Linked DNA regions of Mus musculus: regions 2, 3, 4 and 5 are each linked to region 1. Evidence: chromatin contacts called from public Hi-C and promoter capture Hi-C data. All regions are on one chromosome and are shown on one strand. The core of a region is the stretch at or near the end of the contact, and the rest is flanking DNA. Distances in the headings are between cores, read along the strand shown. Region 1 holds the start of Clec16a (C-type lectin domain family 16, member A). Region 2 holds the start of Pdxdc1 (pyridoxal-dependent decarboxylase domain containing 1). Region 3 holds the start of Ntan1 (N-terminal Asn amidase). Region 4 holds the start of Rrn3 (RRN3 RNA polymerase I transcription factor homolog (yeast)). Region 5 holds the start of Parn (poly(A)-specific ribonuclease (deadenylation nuclease)).

Region 1 (2,513 bases), core at 6-2,505:
TTCTTTCATGACTTTTACATGGGAAACCATTAGCCTGATGCCAGTCTACATCTCTCTAATTCTTGGAAGCAATGCAAACCATTCACTCTATCAATATTCATCTAAAAACGTGCTATGTGCAAATCTTGTCCTGGGCCCTGGAGAGAACATTGGTCCCTGACTCAACTCTTTTCCTAGGACAGTCAATGGGCTGTCACAGGGGTTAAATAGCTATGAGATGTAGAAATGAATAAATGAGAGGGTGTGGGGCACAAAATCTTGCTTCCCACCGAGGTTCCCACTTCCAGTCTGGGAAGGAAGTCCAGGTGTATGTAACCTTTCATGGAGATCTTGGAGTTCTCTTTCTTTCTTACTGAATTAGTTGGGAAATGGCATGAGTTTTCAATAATGACCAGAGGAAACCTCTGAAAGTTCATCGTGGTTAGCTTTACAATGCTGCTCACATCTTTACAAAATGTTTTAAGACTAATGTGCAAAAGAAAAAGGTTGTAAGGACAAACCAGAATGTTACTGATTGGTTTTGTCAACAGAAGCAAATAAGGGTACCTGGGCTTGAATCCTGCGTCTGTCACACATAAAGTGCCTCTGTGACTCAGTTTCCTGAATTGTAAAATAAGGTTAATAACAGCATCTACTTCATATGGTTGTGAGAATTAAATAATTAATCACTTAGGATAATGACAAATGATAATGTACTACTCAATGCTTTTTATTTTTAATTCTTATTATTGCGATATTGAAGGTTGCATCCATAATGCATAAGCCACATTCCCACCCCTTTAAAAAATTTTTTTAAAGAGTTAGACCCATCAAAATGGCTCAGCTGTTAAGCAAAGATGCTGACAAGTCTGAAGATCCGACTTCAATTCTCAGATCTCAAATAGTGGAAGGCGAGAACTTGCTTTCCAAAGTTTTACAGACTCTAAGTGCGTGTGTGTGTGTGTGTGTGTGTGTGCGCGCGCGCGCGCGCGCACGCGCACGTAATACTTTTTAAGAGAACTAAACCTTGCCAAATTGCCAAGGGTGGTCTCCAATTTTAGCTGGGGTTTCGAGACACTCTTCTAATCACAAAGCTAACAATAAATAAGGTCAGATAGTCTTACTCCGATTTCAGCAAACCGTTTCCGCCCACCTTGACAGTGCCCAGCCTCTTCCTTCCTCTTGTCCCGCCTCCTCTGGACGGTCGCGCGAGTCATGCCGGTCCTTGTAGTCCGTTCGCAGAGTCCTGTCGTCAAGAGCCTCGCCGGAGAACTTCATTTCCCAGATTTCCTCGCGGCGGCGGCCGTAAAGCGCGGCGGTCGAACGGCCGGTTCCGGCTGAATGTCAGTGCGGGGCTTTGGGCTGGGGAGCAAGGTGCTTGGCAGTCTCTCCACCGCCCCCGCCGCCGCTGGCTGGGCTTGAGATGTCGCCGCGGACACCGGGCCGCTGGGCGGCTCGGACATGAAACCGTGAGGCAGGCGACAGGGCTGGTCTGCGGACATGTTTGGACGCTCACGGAGCTGGGTGGGCGGGGGCCACAGCAAGTCCTCCCGCAACATCCACTCCTTGGACCACCTGAAGTGAGTGTGCGGGGCGCGCGGCGGGAAGGCCGCGGGGCCGGGCGCGGACGCCCAGACGCGGGCTTGGCTTGCGGGGCTCGGAGGTGCGAGGAAGACAGGGGTGCCGCGGGAGGGTTGTATGTTGGTTATCCGCAAGGCTTTGGAGTCAGGGCACCTGGCTTCGAACCCTGACTCTTTCACTTCTGGCTCTGTGTGTGACCTTGGACAAGTCGCGTGATTTTTCAGTCTCCAGACACCTAACCTGAAAAGTAAGGGCATCGTTGAGTTTTCGTTTTGTGGGCTGGAGTTGTCTTGATGTCCCGGGGACAGACAGTGGCCACTGGGCTTCTTGGGGTAGCACTTCTTGGACTGCATAGTTACGAGGCCATTGACCCGGCCAGATCTGGATTCGATTTTAGTTAACAGTATGCATTTAGGCTTCAGTTTCCTTCACTGTAAAACGAATAGAGTGACAGTACCACTTTTTGTGGTTATTTTTAGGATTGGTTGGATAAGAGAATGAAGAAAACGCACAGAACATGTACAAGTGCTCTAAAAAGAACATTGATTAAAAGAACACAAGTATTTTCAGAAGGAATTCTAGAGGGATAGTCAGCAGTAGCACCTTTAGAGAAGACAGGAGGCTTACAGAGTCCTGGGGAAACAGGGAAGTACACAGAAGAGGCTAGCTTTGGAGTTAGACCTGTGTTCAAATCCTGACTTAATGACTGTAGCTTTGGGCATATTTTCTCTCTCTGTCCTTCCAATTTGCCATTACCAGCTGGGAACTGGGAACTGTACAAGAATTGGGTAATGTTGAGCATGTTAAGTGATTGATTCAGGATTGCTCTACAGGAGTGGCTAACAGAGGCACTCAAGCCTTCCCAGCCCATTCCAGTTCCTTTCTGTCTCTAAGTTCCAGTCATTATACCCTTGCTGTCTTCTGTGGCTCTGTTTATTTTCACTTCCTTTCTA
Region 2 (2,513 bases), core at 9-2,508, 3.4 Mb after region 1:
TACAGAGAGTTACAGAAGAGCCAGGGTTACTTTCACAAAACCGGGGACTGAACAAGGAGAGATTGAAGAAGGGGGCGAGGGTTGGTGGGGAGGATGGAAGGAAGGATTGATTTCACTTGTAGGGAAAGCTAGGTTTTTACATCATACCGGATAAGCAGAATTTCGAGAAGGGACAGAGAGAAAAGACTGGGAGGACAGAACGTTAGGCACTGAAAGCACAGTCCATGAAGAAACCCAAGGACCTGTTTGTTCTCAATAGCCAGCCCTTAGATGGGAACAATTAGAGTCTATTTAACATGCCCGAGTAGGTAGCCAGATCCATCAAGCTGCTGTTGCCCCAAGGGGTGAGCAGGGCTAGACACAGGTTCCCATGGACTTGGAATTGACCTGAAGTCCTCTCATGATTCTCACTCAGAAAGAGGAACCCAAACGTAGTGAGACCAGCTGGGACCACCTCCTCTTCCCAGCCCCCAAATAAACTCACCAGTTACAGAATACCCAACCCTTTCTGGATACCAGGGGTTCTAGTCTGGGGTTTGCTTGCTACAGCATCGGAATCACGTGGGGAAACTTCTTAAACTCTACAAACTGAGTTCCCGCCCACCCGAGCTTGAGACCCGAGGCTGCAAAGCCATGTTTTCACCAAGGTCCCCAGGTGATTCCTACGCCCGCCAAAAGTTACAATTTGTCTCCTAACTTGGAAAGCACTGAACATCTGTGGCTTTTGCAGGGGCCTCCGCGACAACTAGGACTTCTTCCCGTACGCTTCTGGGGCCCACACCGATTGCTCCTGTCACCCTACAGGACCAGCGCGGGTTCAGGCCGGGTCCTACGCCGAGCCTCGGTAAAGCCAAAGCCGGCTCCGACAGCGCCGGGCCCACCTCCCCTCAGCCACCGGGCCCCGTGACGTGGCCCGGCCCGGCCCGGCCCGGCCGCCCTCCTCCAACGAGACTCCTTAGTCCTACGGGGAAACCAGTCGCCCCGGTGGCGAAGACCCGGGACCACAGCGCCGCCCGCTCCTTCCGTACCTTCTCCAGGGACGCGTCCATGGCTGAGGCGTCCGGTGCTGGGCCCGCGGTGCTGGGCACTACTTCCGCCTCCCGCGGCCCGCAGCGGTTTCCACGCTGGCAGCGCTGACGTCCTCCCCGCCCGCAGCCGGCGGGGCGGAGAGGAGGAGGAGCTGCCCCGCAGCGCGGCCCGCAGGTATCCTGCGGCTTGCTGAAGGCGGGGCTAGGCCCGTCGGGTGGGCGGGGCCTCCCGGGGCGGGGCCTTCTAGGCTTCCGTACTTGGGCGTCACGCCGGCCGGTCCTAACGCTGCTTGGTGGCAAGAACCCCGTCTATAGGGCGGTCCAACTTGAAGCCTGTGACGACCGTCGCAATGAGATATCCACCAGGTAAAATACTATCGACTCAGCTGCACGGCCCAAGCCAGGCTTTCAAGTCCTCCGCCGTCAACACCGGTCAGGAATGGAGTAGTTATTTACCTTAGCAGCCTAAGACCAGCGCTCACCCTTGCGCATGCGCGGGATGATGTATTTTGTCAGCTCTTTCCTCAGAAGTCCAGACAGAAAGGAATTCGAGGCCGCTGTTCTGGCGTCCTCCCTCATGTCACAATGATGGCTTGTCGGAGGATGGGTAATAATAATGATAATAGTAGGTCTGTTGCCTTTCCATTTTATATCAGAGCAGAAATTTGATATGGAGGTCATTATTATCCGTTTTAGGTTTAGTCCCTTGCAGCCCGGCAGTACACCTCATTATTCCCGCTTCACACCCGCTAGGTGGGGGTAGTGCGTTTTTAGTGAGTAAGAGCCCGTGGGATTTGTTTCCTACATTGCTCCACTACTGATGGGTAGGTGAAATGGGATCTTACCACCATTGTGGTCAGTGAAACTTCCTGCACAGAAGTCTGATGATGCTAAAAACCACAAAGCTATCCCTACCCTCTCTATTTCTTATGCAGCATGCTCCCCCAAACCCCCAGGTTGGGTCGGGTTGTCAGTGTAGTAATTATCTGCAGGCGGTCTCTACTTTGTATTTGGATAAATGGCCTGCTTGTGTTGTTAACATTTCCTAGCAAAGAAATCGTGTGTGCTGCTTTTGAGTGACTCTCCAGTTAACTGGAAAAAAAAAAAAAAAGTGATGAAATAGTGCCTTTTTTTTTTTTTTCCTTTCTTTTTTGGTTTTTCGAGACACGGTTTCTCTGTACAGCCCTGGCTGTCCTGGAACTCACTCTGTAGACCAGGCTGGCCTCGAACTCAGAAATCCGCCTGCCTCTGCCTCCTGAGTGTTGGGATTAAAGGAGTATGCCACCACGCCTGGCTTGAAATGGTGCCTTTCAAAGACTGAAAACTGATGTGCTCCTGCTTGAACAAAACAATGTGTTATGAAAATTTCCAAACCTGTAGAAAGGACAAAAGAATTTCGGTGAACAGTCATGTGCCCATTAGCTAGATTAGTTGCTATTTTCTTCTTTTTTTTTATCACATGTGTATTCAGATAACTATCCATCA
Region 3 (2,513 bases), core at 8-2,507, 3.3 Mb after region 1:
CTCCCTCTCCCTCTCCCCTCTCCCCTCTCCCCTCTCCCCTCTCCCCTCTCCCCTCTCTCTCTCCTCTCTCCTCTCTCCCTCCCAAGTGCTGGGATTAAAGGCATGCGCCACCACTCCACCACTGCCCGACTGTATTTCTTTATCTCATGCTAGTCTCCATAACATTAACCACGCGGAGAAAACAAGATTTATTCCAAGCAGCTCCTCAATAGCTGAGGAGTTAAATGATCTGTTAACCTCTTAAGATAATCTGGCTACCTCCCACCCATGACCCCAATTCTTATCGTCAGGTTCTTTGGGCTTCGTGTGTTTTCATGATCTTGCTCCAGACTCTTTCCTCATTGCTCCAGTTCATCCTCCTAGCCTATCTGAAACTTATGAAATATAAAGCTCCGGGATAATGCGGTGGGCGGGCCCATGTCAAGGTATCCCCCTGAGGAATCACACCTTGAGACAGATCAAATATAAAGATGAAATGAATAGGGATATAGAAAGGGGCAGAAGCGGAGGACAAAGAGAGGGAAGAGAGGCTGCCTGAGAACACATGGGAATAGAGAGTGAAAGAACTGGGGTAGTGACTCCTCTGTATGCTGGTGCTGCTGTCACACTTGCCTTGCACCTGGCGGGCAGCGGGCAATGACACAAGCTGTTGCTGGGTAGCTCTTGGCCTGAGCCTGGTGGAATTGTACACCAATAGAAACTCCCGCTCTCCTTCCCTGTGGTCCCTGCGTCAGACCCCAAGCCCCTCCTACTTCTCTTCTGCCCAGCTGCAGGCTGTAGGCACCTTCATTAACCAATCCGGGATAACTGGGGGGTGGGGGGTGAGGGGGAGGAGTTATATAACAAAAGCAGGTATATGTGAGGACCCTGTTTCTTCCGCGCTTACGCCCCCGCGGTGCTAGCTGGGGCCGCAATTCTCGGGTTCCCCACGCCTTCTGCACTACGTCTGCCAGCTGAAAGGGACGTTGACTGAATAAACTTTTGCGAATCAACTCGGCCGAGGCAGGGGTCAGGGCTGGGTGACGCAAAGCGCGAGGCTACCCTCGAGGTTCTCCTTTCCGCGTCCTTAATGCTCAAGTCTCTGCGACTACAGCTGCTGGCACCAGCCAGGAGGGACACGGGTAGTGAGTGGACGCCGACAAAGTTTGGACTACATCTCCCGTGATGCCTTGCAGCCCAAGGGCTATTCCGTCTCCTCGATCTCTTCGGGCTGCTCCACGTCCGCCTGGACTACACATCCGGGCCGAGTCCGCGGTGGGCGCGGCGCCCACGGTGGGCGTGGCATGCCCCGAGGCGGGGCGAAGCGGAGCGGGGCGGGGCGGGGCGGTGGCCACCTAACTCGGCCTGGCGGCGGCCTAGACGATGCCACTGCTGGTGGATGGGCAGCGCGTCCGTCTGCCACGGTCCGCTGTGGAGCTGGTCCGGGCGCACCCGCCTCTGGAGGTGAGCGACCTACCCGGGCTTTCGGGGCGGATGGGAACTCCGCAGCCCGGCCGCCGACGCGCTTTCACTAGGGACCTGGTGAGACGAGGCCCAGAGAGGTTAAGGTGACTTACGGAAGGTCGCACAGCGCGTACACAGCGCGAGGACACTCGGCGGGCTCTGCAAGTCGGGGCGCTCGTGCGGATCCCCGCATTACCCAGCTGCAGAAAGGTGTGGGCGGGGGTCCCAGTTCTTTGCGCGCTCATTCCTGCCCCCCAGGGCGTAGAGGGGCGCGGATTATTTTTTAGCTAGAAATAAGGGATTCGTTTGGAAGTTGCTGGGTCCGGGAGGACTGCTCCCTGATGGAGTCTTGTTCTTTCCTTGTGGGGACTTCTGAAAGAGGGCTCATAGTGAAGGCAGTGATGACCAAGTATCCCACATACTAATTTGGACTCAGCCCGTCCATGGATCTCACATAGTACAGTCTAGGACGGGACCTGTTTCCTAATCAGTTATAGCCTTGAAGGAAAGATGCCCACGTTCCCTCTGAGAGGTGAAGCACTGCGTCTCTGTGGAGTTTGTGGTTCTGTCTGCTTACTTGCTTTGTCTTCCCCTGGATCTGCTTCCTGGAGCAAATGCTTCCTGAAAGCAGATGGCATTGTGCTAACCGAATATTTGTTGGGTAAGTGAATGGGCAGAATGACCCCTGAGAACTACGGGACAGGGAGACTGACTGTTAATTTGAATTTCAAGACAGCCTGATCCTAATACTGGCTCCTACAAATCGGGCTAGGCACTGTACACTGTGTCGATGAAGCCAGAAATAACACAAGAAAAGTTCCAGCACTTCAAGGATTTAGGAGCCTCTCTCCTGTGTCTGAAACTTGTAGTTTTAGTGGCCACGCAGCACATTACATGAGGCAGAGACGAGGTGATGTAGGGTGGTGTCTCCGGAAGCAAGGGTTTGGTTTATTTAGGGAGACGCAGCCCAGAAAGGATGCAGAGTGGAGAGTTGGTTTTCAAGAGCAGGGAAGTGGGGCCAAGGAGGCCCCCAGTGAGGAGGGCAAAGAGGGCTGCACATAGAGGCCAGG
Region 4 (2,513 bases), core at 7-2,506, 3.2 Mb after region 1:
AGATTCAGAGATCTGCCTGTTTGTGCTGAGATTAAAGGTATGTACCATCATGCCCAGCTCCCCAGCCTGGGTTCTCTTACCCATGGTAACATCGGTCCAACTCTCCCCTCTGGCTTTTTACCAGTCTCCACACTTCTGGCTAGGTCACTGTGTAATATGTGTTTCACACAGAGTAAGGTGTGAAAATGTGTCTAAAATGATATACAGGATCCTTCTATTTCCACCTCTCCAGTGCCTGTATTACTAACATTAAACCGGGCTCTTTACCTGAGTAACCCAGGTCCTAATAGTTACCCATTGGCTTTGAACTCCCTTTTTTTGGTGGTGGTGGTGGTGGGGGAGGAATGGATCTCTAGGAGGTGGGCCTGGGGCCCTCACTGTACAACTTGTTCCTTAGCACTATTTCCAGAATCCTTCATCACACCTGGAAGTTCTGGAGGACAAGAATTGGGGTAGATAGGCAGGCCTTCAAAGGCATCTTCTGCTCTGAAGGCCAGGCCCACTGTGGCTGGGGCCTGTGGCTTTGCTACCTGACTAGTGAAGCCACATTCCCCCAGAGTTTTCTCATCAAGGAGCTGGTTGTCCTTGAACAGCAGCTCTCCTCAGGAGGCCTCTTCATGATGCCCTCAATGATGCGCTTGAGTGCCAACACCAAGCTTGACTCCTTGGCCTCAGTGAAGATGGTGGTCTTCTTGTGTGGGGTCATGAGAAACACAGCCATCCCTGTGGCTGCTTCTGGCTTGATGCACGGGACCAAATCTGATGGCTTCTCAGGTTGTCCTCAGCAGGAGTGATCTCTCAGTGTCCCTCGGAGTCTTGCCAAAAGTTAAGAGAGCCAACATGTTGTTTGAAAACCAAAAAAATCCCAGCCGTTCGATTTTACCAATGAAGACTCAGGGGCCAGATGCTGGGGTGCAAGCCTGCTAGGTCAGAGAGGCAGAGAAAGCACCCAGCTGACCTTCCTCCTCCACTCACTTCCCAGAAGGAAACCCGCTTTGAACTCCTTTTATCCTCCCGCCTCCACCTCCTGAGCGCCAAGGTCACGTGCACACGCCTCTAAGACAAGCTTCTTTTTGAAGGAGTTTCTGAGGAATGCGGCCACCGATTGCCCCGCCAAGCTGTGCCAGCCTATTTCTAGGAAAGCTTCAGGCCGGTTAAGGTCAGACGCAAGCCTACCCGCCTTCTTGCTGCGATCCTTACGCTCTGCTCACGTGGGCCGCGTCCCGCAAGGGGCTGCCTTCTGCAGCGCCACTTCCGGGGCGGGTAGGTCGTGGCTTCCGGCGCAAGGCCGGGCGTTCGCTCAGTTCAGGCCGAATGGCGGCCCCGCTGCTTCACACGCGCTTGTCGGGCGATGTGACGGCAGCGGCCTCTGCCACGCTGAGTGCGTCGCGGACTGGGTAAGATCCGGGCGGCCTCCGCCTGCGGGTGCGGGGCTCGAGCCCGCTGAGAGCTCTCCGCATGTGCCGAGGGGGCCGGGCGTGCGGGCTCGGCTCGGGCACGCAGGAGCCTCTGGTTCCCTCGGGTCCCCTCTGCCCGGGCGAGCCTTGTCTGTTCCATTGTTTCCCACTCACTCTTGGGGCACCCTTGTGGGACTCTAGGCTAATCTTCCGTGCCTTTCCTCTTCCCTCTCTTGGCCAAGACATGGGCGGCATTTCCAGGGTTTTGGATATCTAGGGGAAAGCTGTCACTGGTGACCTATCGAATTCCAAAAATTTTGTTTGAAATTTGTTTCTGTAGAAGCAAGCAGTAGCATAGTGGAACCGTATATTATATAAGCAGTCCTTTTTGCCCAACATTTTAAAATACCTATCCCTATAAAACATTTGGAATCTAACCTTTAGATTTTGTCTGATTCTCTTGTTTAAACGAAGTAAACCTTGTAAAGCACTTAGCATAGTACTGACAATTGTTAATAAAGTGTGTATACTCTGTGTTAAGGCACTGGGGACAGCAGCTTATCCAGACACTAACCCATACCCAGCAGAGCCGGAGGCGGGGCAGTGGGGTGGGGGGGCGGCGGCAATACATGGATAAGATAGTTTCAGGTATCAGTAAATGCTATGAAGAACTACAACGTTCCAGGATAAAGCGTGAGTGTATGAGGTTCTGGTGGAGAGGGCCTCTGACATTTGAACTCCAACCTTGGGAAGAGTGTTTCTAACAGCGAGTAGCAGGTGAAATGGGAATCAGCTTGACAAATTTGAGGAATAGAAAGGACATCACGCTTTTAACAAATGATTGTATCATGAGATCAGGGTTAGGAAAGGTGGCTGGTTAAACAGGATCTTACAGGGTTAATGTGGGAATATGGAGTTTCTTTTCCTTCCCTTACTCTTAATAAGATCTCATTATGTAGCCTAGGTTGGATTCTGCCACAGCTTCTGAGACAGATTTACTGAGGGAAGAGTGGCTTCCTGGGAGAGAAGGTTGGAAGGAGGGATATCATTTGAGAAACTTAAGCCTCATCACACAAAATGATGTTGGCTCAGCCATGCTCCCTGCCGTCATTCTCT
Region 5 (2,513 bases), core at 9-2,508, 3.1 Mb after region 1:
TACCAAATTCCAAAACCACTTAAGAACAAATGCAATAGAGCTAGGAAATGTCTTGAAGCGTAAAGTGCTTGCCATGCAAACACGAGGACCTGAGTTTGGACCTTCACCATATAAAAACTGAGCATGTCAGCACACAGTAACAGGACCCCACAGCTGTCATCCTGGCACCTGTAACCCCAGCATGGATCTTGTAGGAGAGACAGATTCGGGGGGCCTGCTGGCCAGCCATCTTAGTAAAATACCCAGCTCTAGATTCAACAAGAGAAACACGTTGAAAACTTATTTTAAACATAAGCTACCCAAAAACAACCTCTGGCCTCCACTCATCATATACATATACATATTTGTGTGTGTGTGTAGTGTGTGCATTTCGAAATGATAAACTTGGATAGGTGTATTTTGTCACAGGAAAAAGACCTCAACCTAAACCCCCTGCTTTTTAACCATATACACCTAAATTAGTTTAAACAGCACCAGAACCATAATCTCTATCCAAAAATCTCACGCCCTGACCAACCACAAAACCACATCTCTCCCAGGCTTTTGCCATGACCAGTGAGGAAGGAGGCAGGGAGCCTTTGCAATACAAGGTGTAAGCCCAGAGCTTTCAAGGGAGTGATACCTGAAAACTCCCCATCGATGGCGAAGAAGTCAGCCTCCTCTATGGCCTGGTACACTTTGTGAAGATTAATCTTAAAATCTGCAGAGAAACCAAGAAAAGGCTCAGAACAGGTGGCCTGCCTTCCTGCCCACCAACTAAAGGGAGATGGGAGAAAGGGCCGGAGGAGCTCCCGGGGCATCGGAGAAGCGGAATAAGTGTTCAAGGACCACAAGGGACACCTCCTCCAGGGGTCACTAGATAAAGTATGCACGACTGAAAAGGGCTAGCCCTGAGCAGGTGAGCAGGGAAAAGAAAGGCATGGATGCCAAAGGTGCACGCTTTGCAGAGCGACAAGTCCCACCAGCAGCACCGCTTTTCAGAGGAAGTATTGCCCGGCGGGACTGACTTGTCCCGGGCCCCGCTAAACTCGAGAGGTCTGGGCCTAGCACGCTAGGTGGGCTTGAGGACAGGGATGGGGGTTGTGCGGCGGACACGCACTGCTCCGGATTATCTCCATCCTGCGGCGCAGACGGAACCTTGGCCCCGCCCAGGCTGACGCCGGTCCACGCGCAGAGTTCCGCAGCAAAAGCAGCGTGGGGATGTCGGAGGCCGCCACGAAACAGCACAGGACACTTCCGGAAACAGCGCGCGCCGCTGCGCCTGCGTCAGATCTGTGTCACGTTAGGGGCGGAGCCCGGGCCCTCCGGGCTGCCTAGAAAGGAAAAAGGGGCATTGCTATCAAAGTCTCAAGGCCTGGCCCATATGTTGGAGAAGTTTCCTGTCCTGAACCTGGTTGATCAAGAGACATATGGACTGGTTTCCCCTGGGTCTATAATTCCAGTCTGAGAAGGATGAGGCAGGAGAATTTGCAAATTCGAGGCCAGCTTAGGGAACATAATGAGAGTCTGTCTAAAAATTTTTAAATTAATTTTATATATACAAATATATAATTCTTGCTTAATTTGTGGGGTAAAGTGTTGGAGAAGTATACGTGCGCATTTGTGTGGCGGTCGGTGATCACTAGTAGTAAGCAAAGAAGGACCTCCCGTGGCTGTTCTTGTTCTCCACCTTCCTTGAGACAGGGTCTCTCTCACTGACTGAACTTGTTTCAGCCGGAGTGGCGCCTAAAATGCCAGTCTCTGACTCCCAACACTGGGTTTACAAGATTGCAGGGCTGTGCCTAGCTTTTTTTTCATGGGTGCTGGGGATTTGTCCATGAGTCTGGATGACTCCACAGCAAGTGCTCTTACCCACGGAACCATCTCTATGCCCCATATTGACTGAGTTCCGGTTCTATGCCACTCTGGTAGAAGAGAGACACTGTGATGACAAATCATGGTGGTTGTCCCATTGCAGCGTAAAACTTGGATAAGAAGAAAAAAAAAAAAAAGCCAGGCAGACATCAGACTTGCTACTTGGAAACATGATAGTTGCTATGGAGATAAAGAGCAAAATTCTGCAGCAGAGAGTGTTAGGTAATCAGAAAAGGCAGAGCCATTTTTGGGAGCCTACTTTGTGACCTAACACTCTACAAAAGTGGCAAGTACTCTTAACCTCTGAGCCATCTCTCCAGCCCTACATTCAGCTCACCTCAAAGAGTTTCAGGATTTTGTTAGCCAGCCCCTGCTGGCTTATTCCAGAGATAAAGTGTTCACAGGGGCTAGATAGTTGGCTGTTAACAACTGTAATCTTTCCAATATTTATCCTCCAAAGAGTAAATGAGACCCCGTGTGATGGCTATTCTTGGGTGTCAACTTGACAATATCTGTACTAAGCTACAATTCAGAAATGGAAGGCACACCTGTGAGAGATTTCCTGCTTGATTTACAGTGAGTGAATTCACTTCTAGTCCAGACCTCTGAGGTAGGAAGACATACATGCTTAATCCAGATCTTGAGGCAAGAAGACACAC

The links. Promoter capture Hi-C pulls out the DNA fragments that hold promoters and counts their contacts. Hi-C and Micro-C count contacts between places; a contact is called where the count stands out from the background.
Region 2: a promoter capture Hi-C map of pre-B cells shows a contact between it and region 1, with 6 times the contacts expected there. The contact joins the promoter of Pdxdc1 here to the promoter of Clec16a in region 1.
Region 3: a Hi-C map of uterus shows a contact between it and region 1, with 9 times the contacts expected there. The contact joins the promoter of Ntan1 here to the promoter of Clec16a in region 1. A contact is called at or near these places in 2 of 484 Hi-C or Micro-C datasets (CD4 T cells and uterus).
Region 4: a contact with region 1 is called in a promoter capture Hi-C map of pre-B cells. The contact joins the promoter of Rrn3 here to the promoter of Clec16a in region 1. A contact is called at or near these places in 2 of 39 promoter capture datasets (liver and pre-B cells).
Region 5: a contact with region 1 is called in a Hi-C map of CD8 T cells, with 5 times the contacts expected there. The contact joins the promoter of Parn here to the promoter of Clec16a in region 1. A contact is called at or near these places in 2 of 39 promoter capture datasets (liver and pre-B cells) and 4 of 484 Hi-C or Micro-C datasets (CD4 T cells, CD8 T cells, regulatory T cells and 1 more).

The regions. Positions count from the first base shown.
Region 1 is chr16:10,544,084-10,546,596 of GRCm38.p6, forward strand. Clec16a (C-type lectin domain family 16, member A) reads left to right here and starts at 1,256. Exons shown (of 23, transcript NM_001204229.1): 1 at 1,256-1,559. The coding sequence starts at 1,480.
Region 2 is chr16:13,901,887-13,904,399 of GRCm38.p6, forward strand. Pdxdc1 (pyridoxal-dependent decarboxylase domain containing 1) reads right to left here and starts at 1,259. Exons shown (of 23, transcript NM_053181.3): 1 at 1,029-1,259. The coding sequence starts at 1,049. It also overlaps a transcript of Mpv17l not described here.
Region 3 is chr16:13,817,994-13,820,506 of GRCm38.p6, forward strand. It overlaps Ntan1 (N-terminal Asn amidase), which reads left to right and starts at 1,258. Exons shown (of 10, transcript NM_010946.4): 1 at 1,258-1,443. The coding sequence starts at 1,363.
Region 4 is chr16:13,779,443-13,781,955 of GRCm38.p6, forward strand. It overlaps Rrn3 (RRN3 RNA polymerase I transcription factor homolog (yeast)), which reads left to right and starts at 1,257. Exons shown (of 18, transcript NM_001039521.1): 1 at 1,257-1,397. The coding sequence starts at 1,315. It also overlaps the pseudogene Gm6354.
Region 5 is chr16:13,666,912-13,669,424 of GRCm38.p6, forward strand. Parn (poly(A)-specific ribonuclease (deadenylation nuclease)) reads right to left here and starts at 1,259. Exons shown (of 24, transcript NM_028761.3): 1 at 1,100-1,259; 2 at 623-700. The coding sequence starts at 1,118.